Regions from separate parts of the Drosophila melanogaster genome. Here all the other regions are linked to region 1. Evidence: chromatin contacts called from public Hi-C data. All regions are on one chromosome and are shown on one strand. The core of a region is the stretch at or near the end of the contact, and the rest is flanking DNA. Distances in the headings are between cores, read along the strand shown.

The links. A called contact is a pair of places that touch in the nucleus more often than the background predicts.
Region 2: a contact with region 1 is called in a Hi-C map of the Kc167 cell line, with 2.3 times the contacts expected there.
Region 3: a contact with region 1 is called in a Hi-C map of the Kc167 cell line, with 2.2 times the contacts expected there. A contact is called at or near these places in 4 of 107 Hi-C or Micro-C datasets (the Kc167 cell line, eye imaginal disc and wing imaginal disc).

The regions. Positions count from the first base shown.
Region 1 is chr3L:1,348,774-1,352,566 of dm6, forward strand. CG9166 reads left to right here and starts at 2,343. Exons shown (of 3, transcript NM_138261.3): 1 at 2,343-2,698; 2 at 2,756-3,016; 3 at 3,080-3,793. The coding sequence starts at 2,413. The coding sequence ends at 3,258. All of the region lies in intron 3 of Ptp61F (Protein tyrosine phosphatase 61F), which reads right to left.
Region 2 is chr3L:1,033,305-1,037,493 of dm6, forward strand. It overlaps trio (trio,), which reads right to left and starts at 1,571. Exons shown (of 17, transcript NM_167847.2): 1 at 1,194-1,571; 2 at 346-761. The coding sequence starts at 524. It overlaps CG9205, which reads left to right and starts at 1,393. Exons shown (of 4, transcript NM_138231.2): 1 at 1,393-1,581; 2 at 1,906-2,157; 3 at 2,256-2,652; 4 at 2,728-2,994. The coding sequence starts at 2,070. The coding sequence ends at 2,917. bab1 (bric a brac 1) reads right to left here. Exons shown (of 4, transcript NM_167852.2): 4 at 3,065-4,189.
Region 3 is chr3L:1,753,328-1,757,188 of dm6, forward strand. Cht2 (Chitinase 2) reads right to left here and starts at 2,607. Exons shown (of 5, transcript NM_001274353.1): 1 at 2,260-2,607; 2 at 910-1,033; 3 at 674-838; 4 at 111-616. The coding sequence starts at 1,015. It overlaps CG8001, which reads left to right and starts at 2,832. Exons shown (of 6, transcript NM_139400.2): 1 at 2,832-3,209; 2 at 3,285-3,861. The coding sequence starts at 3,100.

The DNA.
Region 1 (3,793 bases), core at 1,093-3,592:
TCAAATAAATTGGAAGTTTTAATGATAACCACAAAATTAGTTGTACCGTTTATGTTCACACATATTTGCGATTTATTAATTCTTAGAAGAATGTGTTTTGGAATTTCTATAATAAAGACAGATAAGTGCCTATAATGGATTATAATTTTCTTCAGAAATGTAGTAGCATGCACAGCTAAATGTTATTAAAGTAAAAATTGGGGTAGGTCGGTCTTATTCATAAAGTAATCATCGAAAAATGTGATGTTTTCACATTGATCATAGTTGTTTTTCATTGCAACAAAAATGAGTCAACGTTTACATGCTATGGAACATATAAAATTCAGCGAATTTAGATGAATTTCACGAAAGTAATATTATCAAGCTGAAAACTATTTATGATTTAATGAGAAAATATGATTAAAGAAAGTTTATTGAAATCTCACTTTGGCCTAACAAGATCGTCTTAGTCAAGTTGCACTGTATTTCAGTGGAAATGGCTGGTAGCTATTTTCCAGTCAGTTTCGACGCACAATTGCGGGCTGCCTTCCAGTTAGCTGGAAAATTAGATTATCCTCGACGCGAGCACAAAGGATGACGAACGAGGATGCCGAGGAGCGGGTCCAGAAACGAGATATTTCTACACACGACCATATACTGTGTCATCCTAACTGCGGAGTGGAATTCCGTGAAATCCCAATTCAAGTGAGTGGAAGCGCTGAAAGAGGCACAGAGGAACAGAGGAGGAGGAGTAGCAGCTGAAGACAGTTCGCCGGAACTGGCTATAAAGAACGAGTGGAGGTGGAGGAGGAGAGAAGAAGGGGCAAGGAGAGGATTCCGACTCCAATTCCGACAGGCAACCAGAAGCAGCCCAAAGCGAGACTCAAAAAACCAGACGCATGCCCTTTGTGCCCCTGTGTGCGTGAGCCTCTCTCTCCTGCTCAACGCGAGCGGGTGTGTGTGTGTGTGCGCGCGTTAGAGGAGTTCTTCAGTGGAGAGCACTGTCACCCCTCCACGAATTGTATTTTGTTTTTGGGGGACGGCAATCACAAACACAACGAGCTTCCCAGAAATCGCCTCCAATTTGATTTGGCCAAACGAGAATTCGCGGAATAGCTCAAGCGCTCTATTGATAGTCAAAGGAAAGCGTTTTTGGGGAAAGGTATGGCAGAATAACAAGCATAAATATGCCAAATACAGGCCAATACACACGCACGAACTCACACACACACGCGTTCGATGGAGAATGCAAAGTAAAGTGCAGCAGGTGTGCGTGTATGTGTGTTGGTGCTATTCTGTTTGTACATTCTTTTCCATGGGTTTTTGTTTTTGGCCAAAGCCTGGCTGTTAAAGCAACAACTGCAACAACAACAGCACTGACACACAATACACACGCACACACGTAAAGCTCGCCGCTGCACTGGTGTTGGTGGTGGAGGCATCTGCAGAAGCCTTTTGCGCACTCATCACATTTTCGTGGAAATCGGAGCGCCAAGGAGCTGTGGAAAGGTGTATACTCCGCATCCGTTGCGAATCCTTGGCGAATCGAACTGTGCCACAATCATTCGTCCAGTTTGTAACCAGTTTTCAGTGCAGTCGCAGTTGTTGTTGCCAATTACCTTGTAGAAGCGATGCCATTGCGGCCCCTTGTCCTTGTACTCCGCCTCGATTTGCAGACGGGCAGCGGCCGCCGACCCACTCCCACTCGTTTTCTGCTCGCTCATTGTGCACACTTTGCTGCGATTTGTTCCGATTTAATAACTTTTAATTTGGTTATCAGGCGGCTGGTTAATTTCAGAGGAGAACTAGAGCTGGACAACTCACGACAGTGTCGATGTATCGAATATTTGAGCTTGCGAAATACTATCGGTATTTGCAGTGCGATACCGAGTGATAGTTCGATTGTACATCACTATATTGATCGCATTACATATTATATTCTCTTATGGTGATTCCTATTTACAAATGCAAGCCAAACACAATATATTGTATCTGCGACATTATTATTCTGAAATATTAGTTACGTCTATCGATATTTTCACCATCAAATAATGTGACCAGGCGCTGTAGAGCAATAGAACACATACTGAAACTAAAGTGCTTGCGCAGAAATTAGAACTTTACTGAAACATAATATAACATTCGGGATAAGTTTTCTATAATTTATATAAAATTAAATACTTAACTAAAGACATAACAATATAAAAACAATTGAAATAAAATATTTTAAATAAAAATAAAATAAAAAAAATAAAATAAAATATTTTAAAAGTAAAATAGAAAAATTCTGATAAGAAAATTGGGTTCAAATACTTTAAAATACCGATATTACAATCGCTCATCGTTGACCAGTGTTATCGAGTAATACCAAAAGTATCGAATCAACAACTGTTACCCAATTTATTAATAACAACAGAAAGAAGCCAAAGCAAAATGCTGACCCGCGTGTTCCGCCTAGTGCACGACAGGCGCCTGAGTGTGCCTGTCCTGCGTTGCTTCCACCACGAGTTCTCCAAGCCGCCACAACAGGCAGCGAAGGGCCAGGAAATCGAAGGCAATCCCGAAAAGACTTTGGTTGCCGGCGTGCAAGACAAGTACAAAATATTCCGCGATGAGGAAGCCACGGAGATTTTTGATGTGGAAGAGGCACGCCACCAGGAGCAGCAACTTCCAGAGCCGGACCTGGAGCTGGATCACTATTACGGCCTCAATTTAAAGCGTAGGTTGGCAATCGTCCAGGGAGAGCAGAAATTTAAGCCTTTGTTTCCCTTTGCAGGAGGTGTTCGCGGAGTGTTCGACGTTGAGGACTTGGTGGAGCTGCTCCGCAAGGAGAATGTGGACGACATATTCGTCTGCTACGTGCCGGAGAACCTGAAGTACGTTGACCACCTGGTGGTTTGCAGTGGTCGCAGTTACCGACACATGCTGTCCACCGCGGAGTTCGTGCGCCGAATGTTCAAGATCAAGCGGGGCAAGGGTGACATATTGCCGCGCATCGAGGGCGATAAGAGCCGGGATTGGATGGCCATGGACTTGGGTGGGTATTGAAATAAATGCATATTCCGGTTTCTCCGCTCTAACACGTTCCGTTTCCTTTTAGGCAACATTGCCCTGCACATATTTTCACCGAGTGCTCGCGAGGAATACGATCTGGAGTCGCTGTGGGCCATTGGCTCCGAATTCGACCGCGAAAGCCAAAAACCCACCAATCCCTATGGCGATATTTTCATGGCTCAAACACCCCTTTCTTTCGTAGACAAATCGAAACTAAAGACGTAAAATAATACATTTCACTATTAATAAAAAAAAACTCTTTAGAGCTGCGTACGTGCGAGATCACTTGCAGTGTGATTTGGAAAAACAATAAGGTATGAATAAATATTTCGTGTCAGACTTGTTATTCTCGTGTCACGGCCAAAATAACTATGCGATCGCCCATCTCTAGTTTCTTACTGGGTGCATTCGCTCAGGCAGCCATCTTTAAAATAACTGTAATTTTTATTAACATCGAGCTCTAATAGGGCAATAATAGCCATAATCCGTCAGAATATGACAGCAGTATTTCCAAACAGGAGCTAAATTCTTTTGTAGATGGCCAAGCGACGCTAGCGCCACCTATTTCTGAAAATCTGATAATAACAAGTGCGCACTAAAGTATACTGCAAAAAATGAAAATAACTCTTCTTTTCAGAGAATAAAGGCAGATTCCCTTATATCTATGAAATGTCACAATCAAATTGTTATATATTTGATATGTGATGTATTTTAATTTGTCTTTATCGAATATTGTCGGTATATCTGGTTGTAGCAACGC
Region 2 (4,189 bases), core at 321-2,820, 320 kb before region 1:
TGGTCCTCTTTACTTTGCTGAGTGTTATCATATTATTGCAATTTTAAATTATTATCATGGCTAGTGCTTATCAAACAATAACTTAACGTAATAAAGTGCAGGCATAGATTAAGAATTAGCTGCACTCTTTTTTTTCTCGGCAATATGTTCATAATTATTTATCTTGCTGTATTTTAATATATTTATACTTCTACGTGTGCTTTCGTAATACATAGATAACATAAATATAGTTATAACATAGACAATTTTGAGATGGACGACCTTTGCCCAGATCCAATTGGATGTCAATAGAACCTAACTAACTAAATGGCTATTCCTATGTGGTAGTAGCAACTACATCCTCACCTGGGAATGCTGATCAGGTAGCTGAGGAGACGCCGCAGATCCTCCGGCTTGAGGCGATCGCGACGGGGCGTGGCCGGGAAGCAGAGGAGCGGTCCGCCGCGCCGGTCCCGTCCGCCCGTGAGGAAGACGACCCGTTCCTGGAGGAGGGTCAGGAGATCCCTGGCCCGCTGGCCGTCCATGCCGTCGGCAGGGGAAGGGGGAGGGGTGGTTAAAGCGGCCGGGGGTTAATCACTGGAGGGGTTAAACTGGGGGGTCTCCGCCCGTTTTTTAATCCGACGATGGGCACTGCAGCATAACGAATTCCAGCCTCGAATTTCACTTGTTTTGGCTCTGTTATTAGTTATTATTATGAACCGCTGCTTTTGCTCATTGATTTTCGCAAATTTCTCGCTGGCATTTTCATGGTCACTCTTTTGCTGTTGTGTTTGTGTTGTTGCGGTTTTCGTGTGTTTGCCCGTGTGTGCGTGTGTGTGTGTGGGTGGAAAATGAGTGGGGAAGCAGAGATGCAGATTAGCAATGGGTATTTCACTTGGTTTTCTAAATGCTACACATAATTTGCACACAATTTGTGTAGTTTTCCTATTTTTAGATGCAAGGAGTGGAGTTTTTTTCTTCAGTCACCCTCGCACTTTCGTGCGTGTGGGAGTGAGAGGGAGATACAAACAGACGGGCAAACACACACACTCGCATGGGGGTGCATACATATGCGTATGTGTATGTGGCATGTGCACACATGTATACATATGTACTCCCGTTAAATGTCATAAATCACACGCAGCATAAAAACATCAAATAGAACTCGCGCAGGCAGGCACACAAGTTGAAACATTATTTGGAAATATACACACTCAACACAACATTCGCCACTGCGAACGGGCGAAAATCCGCTATGTTTTAATTGCCTCAATTTGAACACAAACTCCAGACGTATATATAGCCTGTATATACATATGTATATGCTATGTATATCTGTATCATCACATCATCCGCAAGCAGTTCTCTTGCGTCTTGGCTCTTCTTCTTGCCACTGCTTGTGCCACCAAATTGATTTTTTTCACTCGCGCTGCTTTTGTTTTTCACACGCTTTCCCACCGGTAAAATCACCCAAGTTACCGTTGCACGCAGTTCGCGACTTGACGCGGGCTAAGCTAAAATTTTCATTTTTCAAGAAACCGCGATTTTACGAACGGGCGCTCTCTGTTTTGTTTAAACAAATTGGATTTTGCGAAACGACAAGTGTGACCAGATGCCGAAACGGCTTACAAACTGAATTTTCAGCCTTTTTTAATCGAGCACACCGATTGCGTGCCTCGATAGGTGTTAATAATCGATAGTCATAAGGCATCGCAATTGAGTAGAGTTTTTCTTAAAAAAGTCTACATAGTTACGCTCATGATTATCTCAAAATGATACCTATGATTAAATATTAAATATTTTGACTTTTTTTAAATAATATGTAAAAATACCAACTATCTACGATAACAGGCATCGATTGTACTACTATCGATGCTCGCCTGCTAGCATAAGCTCGCTGATACAACACTGTCTGTTGTTCATTAGCTTCCGTTTCTGCCGAGTTTTACCAAATAAACCCGAATCAAATTAATATACCTGCAAACATTTTACGCAAAATCAAGAACTCGCTTCGCCAGCGCAAGAAGAAGCACCGCCCACGGCAGGCCACGCCCCCAGTGCGCCCCGATCCCAAGGACGCCGCCGCCAAAATGGAGAGCAACTTGAACAGGATCATTCGTGAATCGGCCAAACTGAAACTCTGCGGTCAGCTCAGCAAATACACCAATGTGATGAAGGGTGAGCAAACTTTCACCTTTGGAGCAGCACCTTCAAGCTCTCCATCCCATAGAATCCCCGCTAGAACCGCTTCCCTAATCGCAGCATCCACTTTGCAGGATGGCAGTACCGTTGGTTTACGGTGGACGCCAAGACAGGATCGCTGAGCTACTACCTGTGCGACTCGTCGACGGTGGGCGACGACATCGCGCCCTCGCCCCACGTCCTGGCCAGTGCTCCCAGGGGCCAGGTGCAGCTGGCCGGCGCAGTGGTGTACCCGAGTGACGAGGACTCTAGGACGTTCGCCATCGCCTGCGCCTCCGGCGATACGGTAAAGCTGAGGGCCAACGATGCCAGGGCCCGTCAGGAGTGGGTGGATGGCCTGCGGGCGGTGGTCGAGAGTCACATGAAGGCGATGGACATCAGCAACTCGTCGCCGCTTCCTCCGCGGGAATTGCTTGCCGCCTCCGATGCCATGGTTTCAGCGCGCCAAGCTCTGTTTCTCACGGAACAATGGTAACTGCACAGTGATTCGTAGCTAACGCCGCATTACCTCCTGCAATCTATAAATCTATCCCCAAACCCTTCCAGCAACGCTTCTCTGGCCAGGGCCATCGAGAGCATCGACTGCGCTTCCTTCTCGCCAACGGATCCCGATCTTCTTTTGCTCAAGGCGATCTCCACGGCCAGCACCCAGTGCCTGCACCAGTGCTTGGGATTACTGCAACGCCACCAGGAGATCAACCAGCCGGTGGCAGAGGCCGTGCCTCTTGTGCTTTGAGAGATGCATGCTGCAAGGATAGTCTCCAGTTTCCAGTTTCCACTAAGATATGCCCAATAAACACTAAGCCAAACCGCAATGCAAAATCAAGAATCAAGATTCAAGACAACGGTTTGGTAAGCAATGAGAAGACTTTCAGGTTGGGTTACTTTTCAATGTTTTTATAAAATACTTTTTGTTCGTTTCGGTTTTCCGTTTTTAAGTTTTTATGTTTTTTGTTTTCTTCGATTAATTAGAACATTCATTTCGACATTTAAAGTTAATTTGAACATAAAGTTTGCACTAAAGTTTATAGAAAATGTTGAGTTTTGGACGTGGACTTGGACGCTGATCCAGATCGTACAAAGATACACAATATCCAGGAGATTTAGCCGCTAACTCTTGCCACTGCTTATATTACATCCTATTCCGAAAGTAATTCGTTAAGTTTCGATACGTGTGGGAACATCAAAGTCTATTGGGGGAACTGGGATTACATAGATACTTATATATCGTGTGTGCTTATATACGGGCTATGGCTATGGTAGATGTTCTTGCGTATGCAAAAATAGTCATGTTTATCATTATCATCGTAATTAACTCTTGTCCGATTAATCAATTGTGTGCTTGCCAAACCAAACGTTGCCGAAAGTATGCCTAAATGCCTAAAAGGGGTTTAAACCAAATAAAGAGATACTCATATATGTACGTTCTCCGATACTCAATCGTATCGTAATGTCGCCAGACTTGCCAAATAAATCCTCGAGTCCTGCCGCGAATCCTTGGCCTCGCTCTCGACCGGATCGGAAGTGGAGCAGAGTCCAAATTAAGGCTAGAAAAGGCACTTTAGAAGGGGATCTAGTGGGGATTTGGGTTGATGCGGGATCAATTCGGGGACTACGTTGGGTTTCCAATAATGTCGAAATCAGTGGCCTCGAGTTCGGCGGGAGCAGCAGCAGGGCTCGGTGTAAAAAATTGTTGCTTCTAAATTTTGTCTAAAAATTTCGATTGTATAAATACGTTAAAAAAGTTCACGTGTTTTTGTTTGTTTTCTTTTTACAAATTTTGTTTGCGGTGTATTCATCGCTGAATTTAATTCCGAAAGGCATTTTTTGTGAATTTCTTTGTTTTTTGTTAAGCCTAAACATTAAATTTAGTTGATTCCATTTGCGTTCGAAGCCACAAGCTTCGATTTCAATTTTTATTTTTTTTTTTTTCATTTTTAGATAATTTTGTACATTTTCTTTCTCGCTTCTCGTGAACTAAAGACTAAACCAAATTCGGGCACACAAT
Region 3 (3,861 bases), core at 1,357-3,856, 400 kb after region 1:
AAGAGTTAATGATATTCCTCTCTCTCTGCTTCCTGATTATCAATTTTACGTAATCTAGGGTATAGGGTATCGGGCATTTATTCCAGGAATTGGTACCCAGGTGCACTTACCACACTCAGCGGATCATCCGCGGGCGCCGTGAGCGGAGCATTGTAACCAACTCGGCGGTCCCAGCTGCCGTGGTAGTCGTAGCACATGATGTGCAGGTAGTCCAAGTAACGCGAGATCTGCCGCACGTCATAGGCCTCGTCGATCACCTTCTTGGAGGCTCCGATGGCGGAGGTCAGCAGCAGGCCGTGCTCGTCGAACTCCTCGCGCAGCTCCTTGGTCAGCAGAACGAAGTTCTCGCGATCCGCGGGCTTGCCCTTCCGCTGCGTGGGATACTCCCAGTCGAGATCCAGCCCGTCGAAGTTGTACTTGCGTATGAAACTGGACACCTGCTTGACGAACCTGCCGCGCAGCAGATTGTTGGCCACCAGGGTGGAGTAGTTGGCCGATCCCTCGTTCCAGCCGCCGATGGCCAGGCTGACCTTCAGATGCGGATGGCTGCGCTTCAGACCCGTCATTTTCTCGTAGCCACCCTTGCCGTACTCCTCCTTTAGGTCCTGCCAGGGATCTGCAATCAGCAATGTTTTAAATTTGCATATGGCCATAAATCGAACCGGAAACTCACCCAACGACTTGATGGCTGCCTGGGTGATGTCCAGGCCGGCAAAGGCGTACACCACATGGGTGCACAAATTGGGGTCGAAGTTCTCGATGGCATAGGCACCCTGCTCCGGCCGGTAAACAGCCCATGTGGAAACGTAGCAAACCACCACCTTGTCGTGCAGGGGTCCTGCGAATAGAAAACGTAGGACAATCAGCGGTGAGCCACCCCTTTGTGGTTAAGCCGAGCGTAAGACTCACCTGTCCTGGCGGCCACCGAAGCCCACAAGCTGCTCGCAGTGGAGGCCAGGAGGAGGAGCAGCCACAGCTGCGGTGCTTCCCCACTAAGTCTGCTCCTCAGCGTCATCTGTTGCGGATTGGTTTTCTGGTGAAGACGAACCGGAATCGAGAATGGAGAATGGAGAATGAAGAATCGAGTTAAGTGCTTTGCGTGCAACTTTGTTGTGACAATTTATAATTTCAATTCAGCTCAATTGGCGTCTTAATTGAACGGGAAAAGTGAAAGGCACAAGAAGCGACCCATGTAGTCAGAAAAGTGCCAGGCATTCCAAAGTCAATGTCTGGGTCTAAAAGGTAGCTGCAGTTTATTATTTATAGGTATTTGTTCACCTTTTGTGCATCAAACTAATCGTTAGTTGTTTGGGTTTATAATAATAATCGATTTGTATTCTAGAGGCTAAACAAACTACACTGCACCATTTGTTTTGCTAAACGAAACGTTAAAGTTTTTCAACATTTGTGGAAGAACTATGCATAGTGAGTCACACAGATCGTTTACTTCAGAAATCGAAATCAAGACGAATGTAATCAAAGAATCTGCTTTGTTCCCTCCAGTTCAAGTCATATTCGAGTGGGTAGTCCAACCTGATTCTCAACTTTCGCCAGTGCGACCTTAAGAAGCTGACCAGCGAATCTTGTTGCATCGTCCAGAACCGTGAATCATGCTGCCCGCAGCTCCAGAGCGTAACTTATTATCTTTTCGGAGGCGAAACAAGTTAGCCTTGATATCTCGGGTCTGATAACAATCGGCATGAATAGGCACTTAAGATTTGGTAATGTGGCGAGACCTGGAAAATAGGAAGTGCGCACCGAGGAATGGGCGGAAAACCAAGCTCAGAGCGGTTTCACTTTCCGCCTTTTTCCCCCAAACTTATGCATATTTATTTTTTTTATTGGATTTTGCTGCTCAGCTTGCCCCTGGCAAACCGGAATTCGCCGTTCATCACGAGATTAGAGGCGAGTCGAAAAAACGCGGGTACGAAATCGAAATCGAAAAGTAGAGGAAAAAATCCAGGCCGCGAACCCGAGAACAAACATCACTTGGGGCGGAGATGGGCTCTCAGATGGATTGCTGGCCATTTTCGCACTTGGCGGCTGCGCATGCGCAGCAGAGGAAGTGGGAAGCCACTTAACCAGCACACAGGCACACTCACAGACGAGCTAAGAAACCATCGGGTGACATAAAAACAAGTACATTCACTGTGCTCCCTGGTAAGTAGCTGCACATAGGGCACATATGTGGAACCGTCAACGTGCCCAGCGTATCGAGTTCATATCGCTGGCTCTCCGCACCATGTTTCATTTCATTACCCGATCTGGAGTTGTTTTTCCGCTTTAGCGACCACGAAACTCTTAGCACCGCCCTCGAAGCCAGCTCGCTTATAACTGAACTCGTCTCTCCGTCTTCGGTCTCATGCGTATATAATCGGCTCCGTCGCAGCTCTGTGGAGCCACTCAAGCCGAACCCGATCCACCGGCCCAACCACATGCCACTCTCAGCGAAGTCATCCAAGAGGCGAAATGCCAAGGTGTTGGAGCGGGGAAGTAGTCGTGCTCAGCATAAAGCCAACAGAGAAGAACAACGAACTAAAAAGGTTCGAAGAGATGGCTTGCTAAGTGTGAATACCATTGAAGAGACCTGCCATGCTTGTTGAAAATAAATATATTTATAACTATAATTTAAGAGTATACATTAAATATAGTATAATCAAATATGGGGGTGCAATTTCTTGCTTATTTGGATACTCTATATACGAGTTTCTCTAAGAAAAAGAGTTTCCAACTTCCCTACTAGAATCTAGAAAATGCACATCTACTATGCCTTGAGTTTGTTTTCTTCTTTCGTTTATATTGAAAGCAAGGCATTTCTACAGTTCACCAAGCCTCGTGTGGGAGGGAAGTCACTGATCGTATTTAAAGGCTGAAGCCACACATCTTAGGCGTAAGCAGGATTATACTCCATCCACAGACTTTCAAACTGGCCGATAAGTCGCGCCAAAGCTATCGGTCAATCGGGCTTTTGCGCGTGAGGCAAGTGCCATCTCTGCTAGTTGGACGTAAACAACGTAAAATCGGGAAATTAGGGAAAGTCCAGCGGGGCGGGAAAGAAGGCAGATTCTGATCTGAGATTGTAGACGTGCTCCACCGGCGATGGACGTGGAGGATTCCGTGGCGAGCGGAGCGGCATCCGCCTGCAAGCGCCAAAAGCGAAACACAGATTCCCAGAACGATGGCGAGCCTGAAGACGCGGCGCAGATTGGGTAAGTGTTGTGTCTTGGGTTGAGCATGCTCTGCGGCTTGGATAATCCATTGATTTTTCGCCCGTGGGGAACCAGTGAGGAGAACACTGTCGCCGAAAGCCAGCCTTTAATTAACTTCGACACAATTGTCACTCACAACAATAACGGAGAGAGCGATATGGAGGGCAAGGAAAACCAGCTCCAGGATGAGAGCGAGCAGTCCGAGGAGCATCTTGCTAATAAAGTTGGACCTGAGGAGCTGCCGGAAATAGAACAGGCAGGCTCCTCCAATTTAGCGCATCAATTATCCCCGGAAGCAGCCTCCACCGTGCTGGCTTCTGATGAGCCAGATGCTTCCACCGGTGTCATCGAGCCTAGCGACAGCGAAGACTATCCACCTACTTCACCGACGCCAATTGAAGCTTCCGAAGCGGTCAGTTCACCCCGCTTCAATCCACGCAACATACCACCCACGCGCTCCTATCGCCGTATCAGCATAGAGCTAGTGGGCTCCTACTCGGACACAAGCGATTCAGAAGAACATGAGCTGGAGGAGGGGACCGAGCACGCAGAAGAGTACAGCGATGATGCGCCTGAACCGCATATAGCCGAGTCCGCTGACGACAGTTCCTCCAACGACGACATGGGACCCTATTCTCTTTCCAGTGAAGAT